Regions from separate parts of the Mus musculus genome. Here regions 2, 3 and 4 are each linked to region 1. Evidence: chromatin contacts called from public promoter capture Hi-C data. All regions are on one chromosome and are shown on one strand. Each heading gives the region's core, a stretch centred on a gene start, on an enhancer-like site or on the middle of the called end of the contact. The rest is flanking DNA. Distances are from core to core; before and after follow the strand shown.

Region 1 (3,260 bases), core at 122-2,621:
CAGATCCCAAGAACACAAAAACATGTATGTCCCTTTCTCCTTGGCAAAGGGGAGTGTCAAGGGCCCCGCCCTCTCCCTCCTCCTGGCCCCCAGCTTCGGTCAGCTGCTCCCACGGTGAGTTAACGATTACCACTCTAGCCAGAACAAACCCCATAGCCAAACCCACCCCCTCTTCCTCATTCCTCTGGCTAACCCCAAGGGGTTTTGAGCCAGGTCAGGATAGAATTTCCGTGGCAACAGGCATCAAAAGAGGCCACCAAGTGCTCTACATTGTTCCGTGCCTTTTGTAGCAAGGCGCTGAGTAGCAAGGGTATGAAAGATGCCCACATGCCAGGTTGGGCAATCTGTTAGTAATGGAGACTCTAAAACCCTGATTATTTTGTCCGGAGTTGCGCCTTCACGTCTAAGAAGTAAGCTGAAGGCAACGCAGAGATCTCATGGGAACGACTGACTGCAGAAAAATGACAATATGCGTGCAGTGCCAGGTCTCCACAGCTTGTATGCCAGGCAGGACCCACTCACATGCAGCAGCTCGTGGTTGGCCCAGCAAGGGGCCAGGAGAGGGCCCAGACTGAGCGTCCTGCGCAGCGAAGGGTGGGGGAGTGGCAGAGAAACAAAAGCGGGAAAAATGGAAGGACATTCCTCCAGCTGTCGAGTAAAGGTTCCAAAAATAGCTGACGTGGGCCTGTTGGAGAGGAGGGACCAGAGTACGCAGGGATTGGAGAGAAGGGGAAGTGGAGGCCTCTCCTCCTCGCCTTTGTCTGAGCCGGGAGCGCGAGGTGACCCTCCTCTGCCTAGGGCTGCAGCAGGCCGCTCCAGCCCCTCTTGGTCGCTTGTCCCCTCCAAAGGCCCAAGGCAGTCATGATACCCCACCCTGGGTCCAGGTACCTCTGGAAATGCTCCCCCGGAATACCTGGAGAACCCCAGCCCTGATAGGACCCAGCAATCCCGCCCCAGGCCACCAGCTGCCACTATCCCCTGGGTCCCCACCCCTGCGCCTGCAGCGGCCCAGGCGCGCGGGGCGCGGGAGCTCGGTGTAAGGCCACCTCCCGGCCCTTTGTAACCCGCACGCCGCTGTTCCCCGACCGCCGGCGTGTCGCGAGTGGCACTCCAGGGTCCCCCTCCCGGGACGTCGCCACGTCGCAGCGCTGCACGCGAGCCCGCCCCCCGGTGCGACACTCACAGTGGCGCCGCGGCTGCTCCGGCCAGCTGGGGACAGTCAGTGCTGCCGGTGCCCAGGTCCGCGCTGAGCCCGAGGCTCTGCAGAGCGAGCTCACAGCCCGCAGGTAGCCGGCCATCCCGAGCACGCGAGGTCCGAGCACGCCGCTGCACCGGGCTGTGCGGTGGGGACTCTAGGCTGGCCCTGGTGGCTGGGACCCAACCGGGGCGGAGCTGCAGAACCTGCCGCCCCATTGGGTCTCACCCGGGAGAAGGCGGGTCCACGCCAGGGCAGGAGCCTGCTCGACACCCTTGGGCCTGTTCCAGAGCTCAGGCGGCCCCAGTGCTGAGCCCGCGCTTTCTGGGAGCCTCCATATATCCTCAAAGCATCAGGTACCGGGGAGACCCATCGGGCCGCGGGGGCTCACGGCTGCAAGACTCCCCGCTTCCGTTAGAATGTCAGCTGCAGACACGTCGCCTTAGTCCCCTGCGTCCTTTGCGTTTAGCTGACCGACGGACCTGAGGCGCTTTCATCAAGACAATGACAAGCTTTGCCGTCTTGAACCTAGACCATGGCAACTTGGGTCTCCCCCAGGTAGCGTCCAGTTGGGTGGACTAACCAGGATCGAGAGTTGAAATGCCAAGTACGGTGGAGGCAAGAGGATGAGAAGTTAGGCTACATACCAAGTTCTAGACCAGCCTGGGCTATATGAGACGCTGCGGGGCGGGGCGGGGGGGGGGGCGGCTGGAAATCCTCCTTCTGCTCCTGACTAGGCCAAACTCCTAGCCCCAAAGTCCTTCATCATGGCCGACTCTGTCTCTTCTGGACATAAGAGTGCCTGCCAGGAGACTTCTGTGACATTTGTGTGTAAAGGTTTGAGGTATGTTCATCCTTCAATAGTACAACCACTGCCCAAGTTAATTATATTCTATGCTAGTAGTTATGTAGCCCTGAAGGAAAGCCCATGTCTCCTATATCCTAGGCAAAGGTCCATCCACAACCCAGCCCAACAGCTCCTAGTTTACCTGTTTGCGTGGGGAAACAAACAGAAACATACAAGCTAAATCCATCACTGTTCATTTTCTTGAAGTAGGGGTCACTGAAGTCTGGGTTTTGTGTATCAAATATCACAAATCCACCCCAGCTCTCCCAGTCACACCAACTCACTCCAGATGAGAGCAACCTTTCTGCCCTGTGCTCCCAGCTTCCCAACCCAGCTTCACAGTGTTGTCAGGTGGAGCTATGCCAGGAAAGTGGCCTTGAACTGCCAACATCAAAGCTTCCCTCCTGGAGTCTCAATCCATCCGAGTCACAGATTTGGTTCTGGGATCCAGTACAGAGAGTATATGCAAAGGAGAGACATCTGGGTCCCTCCAGGGACTGAGGAAAGGAATAGGAAAGTCTGGCCTGGGGCAGCATGTTCCAGAACAGTCTGAGAGCCCTTCTACGAGATTCCCAGTTCTCTTGTGTAAACACCGGTAAAGACCACAGAGGTTGTTGACTTGGGCTTTCATGCCATCCTGGAAATACCAGACCCCTGGACTCCAGGATCCACACGTGCAAGGTCGGAGAACAGACTTCCTATGCATCTTTCTAGACCAGTTAGAGTATGGATGAAGGTCAGCTACCTGCACTGCCTCTGTGATTGCTGCTGAAGCACAAGGGGCTTCTACATAGCAGACTCCGTCTCAGAGTTCTGCCAAGTCACTACCCAGCCTCAGTGTCTGCGGGCGGACCAAGGCAGAAGTCTTCATGTTTCTAGAACCATCCCAGGCAAACCTTCTAAGTGCAGCATCAGTTAGAACCAGTTGAGACAAGGTCACTTTCTTCTTCCTTTTCTTCCTCTTCTGCTTCTTGTCGCTCTGAGACAGGGTTTCTTCTCTGTAGAATCCTGGTTATCCTGGAACTTGGTATATAGATCAGGCTGGCCTCAAACTCAGAGATCTATCTAATTCTGCCTCCCCAGTGCTGAGATTAAAGGCAAGGGCCACCACTGTGCAGCTGGCAAGGTCACTTTTTAAACTGCCCAGCTTGTTGCCTGCTCCTAGGAGTGACTAGATCACTCCTAGTGATCTGTGAGGCAGCTGGGTTTAGCAGAGCT
Region 2 (3,488 bases), core at 185-2,684, 720 kb after region 1:
AGCTCAGGCCGGGCTCTGGCAGTGGGCGAGGCGCTGGGGCAGTTATGTCCAGTAGTTATGTCCTTTGTGGTTGTGCCCATATTTTCTTGGATACCTTGGAGGGTCACTGTTAGGATTTGGGAGTCTCTGTCTGTCGTGGTAAGTTTAAACATACTAAATGCCACATTCAGGAGATCTCTGACTGGTTTGAGGGCTAGTACCTACCTGTTTTTAGTTATCTGCTCTAAACTATACCTTGAAAATATAAAACAGAAGACTAAATAAAGCTTAATCTTGAAATTAACTGCATCAGTTCTTAGCATGGCTTCTTATATATTTCTGAACAGATTAAATTATTTGATCATTTACAAGGATACTGGTTATCTATCTCTGTTATGTTTGAGCCTTAAAAGTCAGTTTTGAATTGAAGCTCTTCTAATATCAAAATAAAACTTTTTAACCCCAAAAACATACTCCATAAAGAGACTACCACCCTTTCTGACCTTTATCTGGTATATCATTATAGAGCATAACAGTTTCCCGTGTGATTAGGTTTAAGCCGAAGGCAGTGTCAGCACAGGAAAGGGGTTAACAAGATGGGAAAATGGCAAGAACCTTGATTGGCTGAGGAAGCTGTTATTGGCACGTTGGGCTGACAGGAAGGGCTTGCTGGAGCCTTGCCAGGGCTCAAGCAAGCTGAAAGGAAGTGGTGGTGGGGGCGGAATTTCAAGAGCCAGTGATTCTTAACCTTTGTTAATGCTGTAAACTTCTAAAAAAAAAGGGGGGGGGGATTGCAACCCTATAGGAGGAACAACAATATCAACCAACCAGATCCCCCAGAGCTCCCAGGGACTAAGCCACCAACCAAGGAGTACACATGGCTCCAGCTGCATATGTAGCAGAGGATGGCCTTATCTGGCATCAATGGAAGGAGATGCCCTTGGTCCTGTGAAGGCTTGATGACCCAGTGTTGGGGAATGCCAGGGCGATGAGGAGGGGTTGGGTTGGTGGGTGGGGGAGCATTCTTATAAAAGCAGAGGGAAGGGGGCATGGGATAGGGGGTTTGTGGAGGGGAAACCAGGAAAGGGGATAACATTTGAAATGCAAATAAATAAAATATAGAATTTAAAAAATCCTTAATTTTTATTCCTGGTATCATTACCATAATTTATAGAGCAATATGTACGTTATAAATTATAAATTATAAACCAATATTTTATAAACAAGACATGCAGAACACAGTAAACGTTTAAGAGCAGTCAGAAATAAAGGTGTAGTGGCAAATGTTATTTATATATTTAAAGCAGACAAAAATCTTAATTTCAAGGGATGAGCGCCTTGCCACCTGTTGATCCAACTCTCGTGGGCACTGAGGTTTTGTAGCAGAGAAGCTGAGAGGCAGCTGGTGCTCCTTTAAGAGCAGCTTGCACCAATCACACAGCCCCTGGCTTGCTGTCGGCTTGATCCGGGAAGGAGGCGGGGCTTCTCCACCAGCGCCAGACTCCCTGCTGCAGGTGCAGGGCTCCAAGGGCAGCGCCAGTTCATCCGTTTCTGTTGTCTCAATGCAGCTGCTTCTTTCTAAATACAAAAACACTGTTTTATGAGTTATTAAATATTACTTTCTTATTTAAGTTAGCCTGATTGGTTATATAAGTTTTTTTTATAAGTTTTTTTTTTTAAGATTTATTTATTTATTATATGTAAGTACACTGTAGCTGTCTTCAGACGCACCAGAAGAGGGCATCAGATCTCATTACGGGTGGTTGTGAGCCACCATGTGGTTGCTGGGATTTGAACTCCAGACCTTCGGAAGAGCAGTCGGGTGCTCTTACCCACTGAGCCATCTCACCAGCCCCGCCTGATTGGCTATGATCAAGCACTGGACATTTAAAAATTTCCACCTAAGCTTGGCATAGCGGCATACATCTGTAATTCCGGTATTTGCAAGAGGATTAGGAGTTCATACGCATACTCAAGTACATAGGAGTTCAGGCTAACCTGGGCTAGTGAAACTTAGTTTGGGGGTGAGGGGAGACTAAGAGATAGCTCTGTGGGTAAAGTACTTGCTATACAAGCTTTGGGACCCGAGTTCACACCACTAGCTCTCAGAAAAGGCTCAGCAGGAAAAGTGGCATGGGCGTGGCTACGCATGGGCGTGGCGGTGCATACTTTTGATCCCAGCACACAGGAGGCTACCTGGTCGACATAGTTGAGTTCCAGGATAGCTAGGGATCTATAGAGAAAAAGCCTGTCTCAAAAAACAAACAAAGAAACAAACAAAGAAAAAAAAAAAACATACATCTTCAATCCCAGTACTGGAAAGAGAAGCAGAGAGCAGAGACAGGAGGGACCACCTGAATGAAACACCATGATCAAAAAGCAAGTTGGGAAGGAAAAAGTTTATTTAGCTTATACTTCAACATTACTGTTCATCACCAAAGGAAGTCAGGATAGGAAGGAACTTAAGCAGGCCTGGAACCTGGAGGCAGAAGCTGATGCAGAGGCGGGAGTTGGGGGGGGGGGGTGTTGGGGGGGCTGGAGGGTTGGGGGGGCGTAGGGTGTGTGTGTGTGGGGGGGTGCTGTTAACTGGCTTGTCCTAGCAATATCAGCCAGCTTTCTTATAAAACCCAGGACTACCAGCCCAGGGATAAAACCACCTACAATGGACAGGCTCTCCTGCTTCAATCGCTAATTAAGAAAACATCTTAGGGGGCTGGAGAGATGGCTCAGCCGTTAAGAGCACTGACTGCTCTTCCAGAGGTCCTGAGTTCTATTCCCAGCAACCACATGGTGGCTCACAACCATCTGTAATGGGATCCAATGTCCTCTTCTGCTGTGTCTGACAGCTACAGTGTACTCATATAAATAAAATAAATACATCTTTCCAAAAAAAAAAAAAAAAGAAGAAGAAGAAGAAAACATCTTGGTCTTTGAGAAGTATTTTCTCTATTGAGGTTTCTTCCTTTCAGATGACTCTAGCTTGTGCCAAGTTGACATAAAACTAGCCAAGGACACCATTTATGTTTATATACACAAACACATTTATATACATAAATTTAGGAATATTTTCTAGTTTAAATTCCTTTGAATAGACACATTAATTTTAAGTTAATTTTAAGAATTATTTATTAATTTTATTCATTGAGAGATTTCAGATAATTCATATAAAAGTGAACAAATTTAGAAACAATAATTTATTTTCATTTTTACTATTAATAAAAATAGAACAATTAGTTTAAATTCCTTTTAACTTGAGCCACTTCCGATGTGAATAACTTGGAAATTAATTAATTTCTCCTTTTTTAAAATTAGATATTTTCTTTTATTACATTTCAAATGTTATCCCCTTTCCTAGTTTCCCCTCTGAAAATTTCATATCCCCTCCCAATTTCTCCTTTTTTAAAATAAAAAAAAATATATTTATTTGTGTGTGTCTATGTGTGTGTGTGTATATATGCATATCTCTGTGTGTCTATATCTGTCAGCATGTATATCTGTGTGTGTCTGTG
Region 3 (3,397 bases), core at 69-2,568, 840 kb before region 1:
ACATTGCTTTGTTTGTTTGTGACAAGGCCTCATTGTGACAGAGGAGGACTCATTATGTAGCTTCAAAGTAAAGCAATCCTCCTGCCTCAGCTTCCTGCTGGAATAACAAACAGGAGACCGGTGCTGGCTCCTCCTCCTTGAGTTGGCTCATGCTTTCCTTGTCGGGGTCCGGAAATGTATTAAGAGAAAATTTAACATTGCTTCAAATCTAAATTCCTTCCTCTGGCTATGTGTTCCTTCTGTCTCCTGCCTCTTCTCTTGGAGCCACACTGCGTGCCTTGGCAGTGTGTCGGTGGCTGCCTCACTGGAGCTCCCTTTCGGGTTGTCAGTATTCTCTCCATCAGGCACGTGCCGTTGCGAACAGAGCCTCAGGTTCACAGAATGGTAGAACCCAGTCTAGGTGCATGGATGGAGAGGGTGAGTGATGAATAGCTAGTCTTGATAAACGCCCGTGGAACACCACGCACTGTACTGATCTTCTATCAGCAACCAGCACTTACCAAATATAGTCAGTGAGAACTCTAAAAGGCTAAAAGGCACGGCCAAGACTGCAGTCTGACTTCAAAGGTCACTTCTTCCAAGTGGCCTCCAACCACAAGGGCTGGTTAAAAGCTGAAAGATCATAGGGACTGTAACAGGTCCATAAAGTCCTGCATGTTCCCACCCACTTCCCTAGCTGAAAGAGGTCAAAGGCTGCTGCCTCCACCTCTTTGTCGCCTCCACCTCTTGCTTTCTGGTTTAGTGACTCACCACCTCTGCTCTACTAAGTTAGGACTCCACACTTCAAACACCTACGTCCTGAGCTACAGGTTCATCTTCCTGGGCACACCAGTGCTGAGAACCCCACGGCTGGGCTATCTCTTTCCCCAGTTCATCTCTATAAGACTCCGGACCTTTCTGCCCCAGAACTCAGAAAGCCATCACAATAGGCCCTCTCCTCTACTCCGTATCATCAACCATCAAACATAACCCATCCTTTAGCCGGCTCCCCTTATCCCGCCCCTCGGGGAGGACCTTACCCAATAGCATCTAGGCCCACTGGCTAAAGACATCAAAAGTAACCAATTATAGGAGAATTGCCCGCTAAGAATCTCCGCCTCCACCTTGAGGAGCAGTCCTACTGACCAATGGGCCACCATATAGACGCAACAAGCGCGATGAACAAATAGAGTGGCGGCTGGGTGATCCAATGGACACTGGGAGAGCCTTGCTTGGGGGCGTAGCAGAGGCGGTCGTCAGGGGCGTGGCGGCAGTTGCCTGGGCGGGGCCGGTAGCGGCGGGAGCTGCGCTGGCCAGGGGTTCCGGCTGTATTTCTATGAGCGCAGCCGGCAGCTGCGGAGCTGCGGGAACCGGACTCCGGGCGGGTTGGACTGCTGGAGTCAATGAGAGAAGGTAAGACCTCGGCTGGGCGAGTTCCACCAAACAGGGATCGCGCCTTGGATGCGTCGGGCCAGAACCCCGAGTTACCCGGTCCCCAGCGTGGCTCGGCCCATCGCGCCGCAGCTTGAGTGCTCCGGATCCGTGGGGACTGTTTGGGGGACTGTCACCTGGCACTGCGGGGATCTAGAGGGCCAGCTTGTCTGATGACGGGGCAGCCCAACCCATTGGTGGGATACGCCTTCCTAAAGGTCCTTTGTCCTCTCCTGCTCGAGGAACCGAGGTTGGGGACAAGGCCGACGGAGGCCTCCTGGCTGCCATCCCTCGCTCTGATCAATGCTGAAGTCTTGGTCCTGGGGGAGGTATCTGGCCGGCCAGACTCAGGGTAGAGAGTGCAGGATGCTGGAAACCTGAAAGGGCCTGACTACAAGCCCTTTCGATGGGCCGATGCATTTTGGGATCCCGGGGCTCACCTACGACCGATGGGTTCAAGTTGTAGGGAAGCAATTTTTGACCTACTTGGAGGCGCACTTTATTGAGCTTGTGGGGCAACTGTTCTAGGTGCTTCGTGGGCTTTCCCCACAAGATCTGTCCAGCAGCGCCCCGGGCTGCCTGCCAGGCCGAGCAGCCAGAGCATCGACCTTGGAAGTGCCTAGCCAGAGGCCAGATGATAGCCACCTGTCTGGGATGCTTAGGAAGGGGAGAATTGTATGAGCCATCTGTGAGGCCCTTCTCCATCCACCCATGCACTCTGAACAACATTTATTGACTGTATCGAGGATGGGACTTACCGGAGTTGGCTAGATTCCAAGGGGATGTTGAATACACCCATAATGATCTTTTTTGAGGTCTTAGCTCTCAAATGCATGTGTGCATGCCTGCGTACAAATGGAATAGATTATATTGAATGCTGAGTTAATCAAGTGGTTCACCTTAAGTGCGCAGTTGGGGGTTCCACTTTCTGGTTCCTCTTTTGTGGTGCCCTCACCTCCAGCTGGTCAAGTTTTACCTGGCCCAGAGGCAGGTTCCAAGAACAGGCTTGGGAGAGATTGCAGGATTGGCAGAGTCAACATGATCTGTGCCCAGAGCTTTTCAAGGACCATTGGGTTACAGTCACACTAAGCAGAATGCATTTCCCCTCCTCACTGCCTCCCCTCATTTGCTTGACTAGGAAGGACATAATCCTCTGAAGGTCGGGAAGCAGAAGAAATAATTATAACCCGCTTTACCCAGGTGAAGATAAATGAAGCTTTGTCCGGGTAGGCAGCCAAAAGCAGCTCAGTCCACGCTGCTGGCGGTCAGCATGATATTTAGAAGCCAAAAGGCTGATGCTCATCTAACTCTTCCCCCTTATTGTACGGATGAAGAAACCTAAGGCCTGGGGTAGTCACAGCTGGCTGGTCATCACAGGGTCAGGACTAAGAGTTGTTCCATCCCTTGAACCCTAGGTCTAGGCAGGACATGATTTGAATTCTACTTCCGGCAGAGTTCTCATTCTTGAAGTTCTAGATGAGTCCAGAGGGGGTAGAAGCTCAGACTTTGGCATCTAAGTGCTTGGGTTTAAATCTTCGTTCTGCCTCTTCCTAGCTGTGTGACTTGGGGCAAGTTATCCAACTTCTCTGTATCAGTTTCCTGGCCAGTAAGGCAAGGAATGATGCTGGTACTTTGGTTAAAAGATTAGAGAAATATGCGCTATTGGGACCACTAGAACAGTGCCTGGCGTATGGTCACCATAACAGGTTTGCTAAATAGCGTGTGGTCGCCTTTCCATGTAACTTTCCATTATCTCCACCACCCAGGATTTTTTTTCACCCTTAAACACCGTCTAGATTTTAACATGATCTTCATAATCCCACCACATTTTAGTTCCCACCTTATACCCTCCCTGAGACACCAGTCATCCTGAAAGGGATTAAAAGTGAATCTCTCAAAGTGGTAGACAAAAGTCCCCAGGATCTCAGCCTACACTGGTGTCTTTCCAAATCCGAATTCTTTCCACCCAGCCTCCCTCTCCAGTTGT
Region 4 (3,364 bases), core at 340-2,839, 1.0 Mb after region 1:
AGGGTGAATCGAGATCTTTGGGCTCCCAGCTCAAGGTTCATCCTTGTTTAGAAGGCCAGAGCCTCTGAAGCTGCTGTAAGGAAGGCTGTGAAGTAGCTTGCTCTCTCAGTGAGCCTCTGCCGGCTTCTGGGCACCAAGAGGAAGAAAGAGCAGTGTGTGTGTGTGTGTGTGTGTGTGTGTGTGTGTGTGTGTGTTTGTGTGCGCGCGCGCACGCACAAGAGGAGCCACTGAGAACAGAGGCATCAAAGCGGATAAGGTCCTTTCCCTTCATTGAGGCTGAGGGGGGCTCCTTCAGTATCTGCTCTGGCCCCATCCCAGTCTTGCTCAAGGTAAACATTTATCTTATGATCAAGGGGACCAGTGACCTGACAGTGGGTATTGTATCTCGAGATACAATATACGTATGTGTCCATGTGTGCGTATATGTATCTCCAGATACAATATACGTATGTATCCATGTGTGTGTATATGTATCTCCAGATACAATATAGGTATGTGTCCATGTGTGTGTATATGTATCTCCAGATACAATATAGGTATGTGTCCATGTGTATGTGTGTGTATATGTATATTCAGATAAGCAAGTTGTGAAAACCCTGCAACAGTACAATTTCCTATTGGAAAATGAATAACAAAATAGTGTATACTTAAGGGGAAATAAGAAAAATTCTTAGGCTCTGTATATTTCTATAACACCTTCATGCTTCATTCCGCATGACCAGGGGTGTGGAGATGCACACCTGGAATCCCAGTATTGGACATGTGGAGGCCAGAGGATTGGGTGTTTAGGGCTAACTTCGGCTACATAGCAGGTTCAAAGTCAGGCTGGGTTAGATGAGACGATATTCTCCTAACCCCAATAGAAACAGATAGTTTCTAAGAACAGGGGGTACCACTTATGTCCAGCCTCTTCTTTTCCATTTTTCCAAAACAGCCAGTGTATGCCTCTGTGTGAGGCATCTTTTGTATCATAAAAGATAATTAATTATTAAAGAGTGTGCATCATCAATTATTAAATCCTGTCAGGTAAGTTTAAATTTAGTTTGAAGACTGTAGATGAAAGTGTTGTCCCCCAACTTTGCACGTGTAACTCGGGTGTCACTCTAGGAAGAAAGGGGAGAAGGAAATGGTGTGATTTTGGCTTGTTTCTGCGACTGTGTGATGCTTAGCCCCGAGCCACCACCTGTTTGTGATAAAGACAGCGCTTTCAATATCTTCTAGTTTTGGAAAACGAGTCGCCGATACTGTGAGAAAAGGAGGCTGAGCCACAACACGAAGACACATTTCCAGGATGCTGACAGAAAGAGGAGGGAGAGAGTAACCAAGGTGGCTTCCCAAAGGAGGCGTCCTGGAGCAAGGCCAGGAAGAGGTTGGTTTGGGAAAGGGCAGCAGACAGAGGGCAGGACCACAGAGGACCCGGCTTGAGTGAGCCAGGCTACCCCATCATGCTTTTTCTGAAACAGGCTGGGGTCCCCGCCCCTGCGGTGGCCCTGAGCTCTGGGGAAGCCCAACCTACTTCAGTTTTGGACTCTGCCCAGGAATTTCCACAGAAGTGAACAGGCCAAAGCCCAAGCAGGTTGGACCCAGCCCTCCCACAGCAACCTGTGCTTCAGTCAGTCAGTTCTTAACAGTCAATCCCTCCTGACGCTGCCTTCTCACTACAAATCTGTGAGTAGTGTGGGCTCCTCTCCTCTCCGTACAGCAGTGAATGCGAGTGCCCAGGTAGCAGGCATCCCCCAGCCCTGGCTGCATGCTCCACATGCCCTCTGAGGGTCTGTGTCTGGGGAAGATCTGCTTAGCCAGCTGCTGTTGAGTAGGGAAGGCCTAAGGTGTGGGCAAGAGAGGGACCGCAGTGGGGAAACGGGAGTTTGGGCTCTCATTTGCAGGTGAGCTAACATCTAAAAGCAGCTTCACTGAGAATGAGGAATGTTCGGTTTTGAGTGGAACAGTCCTGGGTAGCGCTGGCTTCAAGATGGATGAAATGAGCACTTCCTCCCCTGCCAATGATTTTCACCGGTTGTAGGAAGTAAAGATAACTAAGGGCTCTTTTCTGAGCCGTGCCCACACCAGTGCCTACGCCATCCCCTCTTTCCCTTCCTGGTGACTGGTGACTAAGGGACAGTTCACTGTTGGAGCTTACAAGGACTTGCATCTCCCAGGATCAGGAGAGAGGGCAGAAAGGGTGTCTCTCCCACTCTCCCCTTCTCTCTCCCTCTCCCTTTCCCCTCCCCCTCGCCCTCCCTCTCTGGTTCCTTTTCTCTCTCCTGGCCCTCCTTTCGGCTGTGGACCCTCTGTGACATCTTTGTCTTTCAGCTGAAGAGCCTAGCACATGGCAGACGACACACCGAGGCAACGAGAGTCCATTTCCCTCACACCTGTGGCCCATGGCCTGGAGAACATGGGGGCCGAGTTCCTGGAAATAATGGTCTGTCCTCTTCCCCTATAGCACCTCCTCAGCCTGACTGGCATCTCACAGGGGTGTGGGGTGGTGTGGGGCTCAGCTTGATTGGCATCTCACTAGGTGGGGTGGCTCAGTTTGACTAGCAGCTCATAGTGGGAGGGCCCCTCAGCTTGACTGGCAGCTATGGGCTGGGGGACTGTGTGTTTCACTCTGTGCTCTGAGCTCTGCTTGTGTAGTACCTCCCCAGCACAAAGCACCCCCTTTATTTCACCCCTTAAACATGTTCTGAGTACCCACTGTGTGATGTACCCACTGTGTGCTGTCAGCAAAGGTCCCAGGAGGGAAGAACATCTGGTCTACAAGATGAGAGGGGAAGCAGATGATGGGGTGGGGTGTCCTTGGCATTTAAAGAACTTGCCATCTTGTCTTGGCTCCCCAAAGGCCAAGCAGAGGACTGAAAAGCTTGACATGATACCTTCTGCCCTCCCTCCCTTCCCTAACAAGGCTCCCTCTTCTTTACCAAGTGCCCCCTAGCCCCCTACTTGGACAGTGCAGTAAGAAGTGCCCTGGAGTCATGCAGTGGGGCGGGCCTGCCTGGGATCTTCCTTAAGGGTTTCCTTCGGGTCTCCAGGAAGCCAGAGTGAAATGCTGAGGCAGGATATGTCTGTACATAGTAGATGCTCAATGCATGCATTGAAGAATTTAATTAAGAGGCACCCCATTTCCCATGCAGCAGTCCAGTCTCTATCTCAGTCTTCTCATGAGGTGCTTGTGTGTGCATGGGGCTGCCAGGGTCTTCCTTATCTCCGTGCTCTTCAGCCATAGTTGTCCCTTGGTGGGAAGGCTGACCCTGACTGCTCCCTGTCGGCTTTAGGAGGAAGGCCAGCTCCCACACAGGCACTCAAGCCTGCCAGAGGGTGGAGGCAGCAGGAGCAAAGCAGTGTGGAAACCCTTCTCCCGATG

What was found. Promoter capture Hi-C pulls out the DNA fragments that hold promoters and counts their contacts.
Region 2: a contact with region 1 is called in a promoter capture Hi-C map of pre-B cells, with 4 times the contacts expected there. The contact joins the enhancer-like site here to the promoter of Idh2 in region 1. A contact is called at or near these places in 2 of 39 promoter capture datasets (liver and pre-B cells), 3 of 115 datasets of contacts at active chromatin or transcription factors (embryonic stem cells, memory CD8 T cells and pancreatic cancer cells) and 1 of 9 other capture datasets (adipose tissue).
Region 3: a promoter capture Hi-C map of liver shows a contact between it and region 1, with 3 times the contacts expected there. The contact joins the promoter of Abhd2 here to the promoter of Idh2 in region 1. A contact is called at or near these places in 2 of 39 promoter capture datasets (fetal liver and liver), 2 of 115 datasets of contacts at active chromatin or transcription factors (memory CD8 T cells and pancreatic cancer cells) and 1 of 9 other capture datasets (pancreatic islet).
Region 4: a contact with region 1 is called in a promoter capture Hi-C map of liver, with 4 times the contacts expected there. The contact joins the promoter of Slc28a1 here to the promoter of Idh2 in region 1. A contact is called at or near these places in 2 of 39 promoter capture datasets (both in liver) and 1 of 9 other capture datasets (liver).

What each region holds. Positions count from the first base shown.
Region 1 is chr7:80,113,979-80,117,238 of GRCm38.p6, forward strand. It overlaps Idh2 (isocitrate dehydrogenase 2 (NADP+), mitochondrial), which reads right to left and starts at 1,372. Exons shown (of 11, transcript NM_173011.2): 1 at 1,184-1,372. The coding sequence starts at 1,298.
Region 2 is chr7:80,831,742-80,835,229 of GRCm38.p6, forward strand. No RefSeq gene overlaps it. Among named protein-coding and RNA genes, the nearest start is that of Zscan2, 27 kb to the right of the region's middle. Within about 2 kb of position 1,435, at least 161 of the 459 cell types and tissues checked have an H3K27ac peak or open chromatin away from gene starts, as enhancers often do. A contact at or near this core is called in memory CD8 T cells, pancreatic cancer cells and pre-B cells, where this site is marked.
Region 3 is chr7:79,271,948-79,275,344 of GRCm38.p6, forward strand. Abhd2 (abhydrolase domain containing 2) reads left to right here and starts at 1,319. Exons shown (of 11, transcript NM_018811.6): 1 at 1,319-1,392. Gm31510 (predicted gene, 31510) reads right to left here and starts at 1,082. Exons shown (of 2, transcript NR_169073.1): 1 at 1,020-1,082.
Region 4 is chr7:81,113,210-81,116,573 of GRCm38.p6, forward strand. It overlaps Slc28a1 (solute carrier family 28 (sodium-coupled nucleoside transporter), member 1), which reads left to right and starts at 1,590. Exons shown (of 18, transcript NM_001004184.3): 1 at 1,590-1,668; 2 at 2,314-2,425; 3 at 3,276-3,364. The coding sequence starts at 2,330.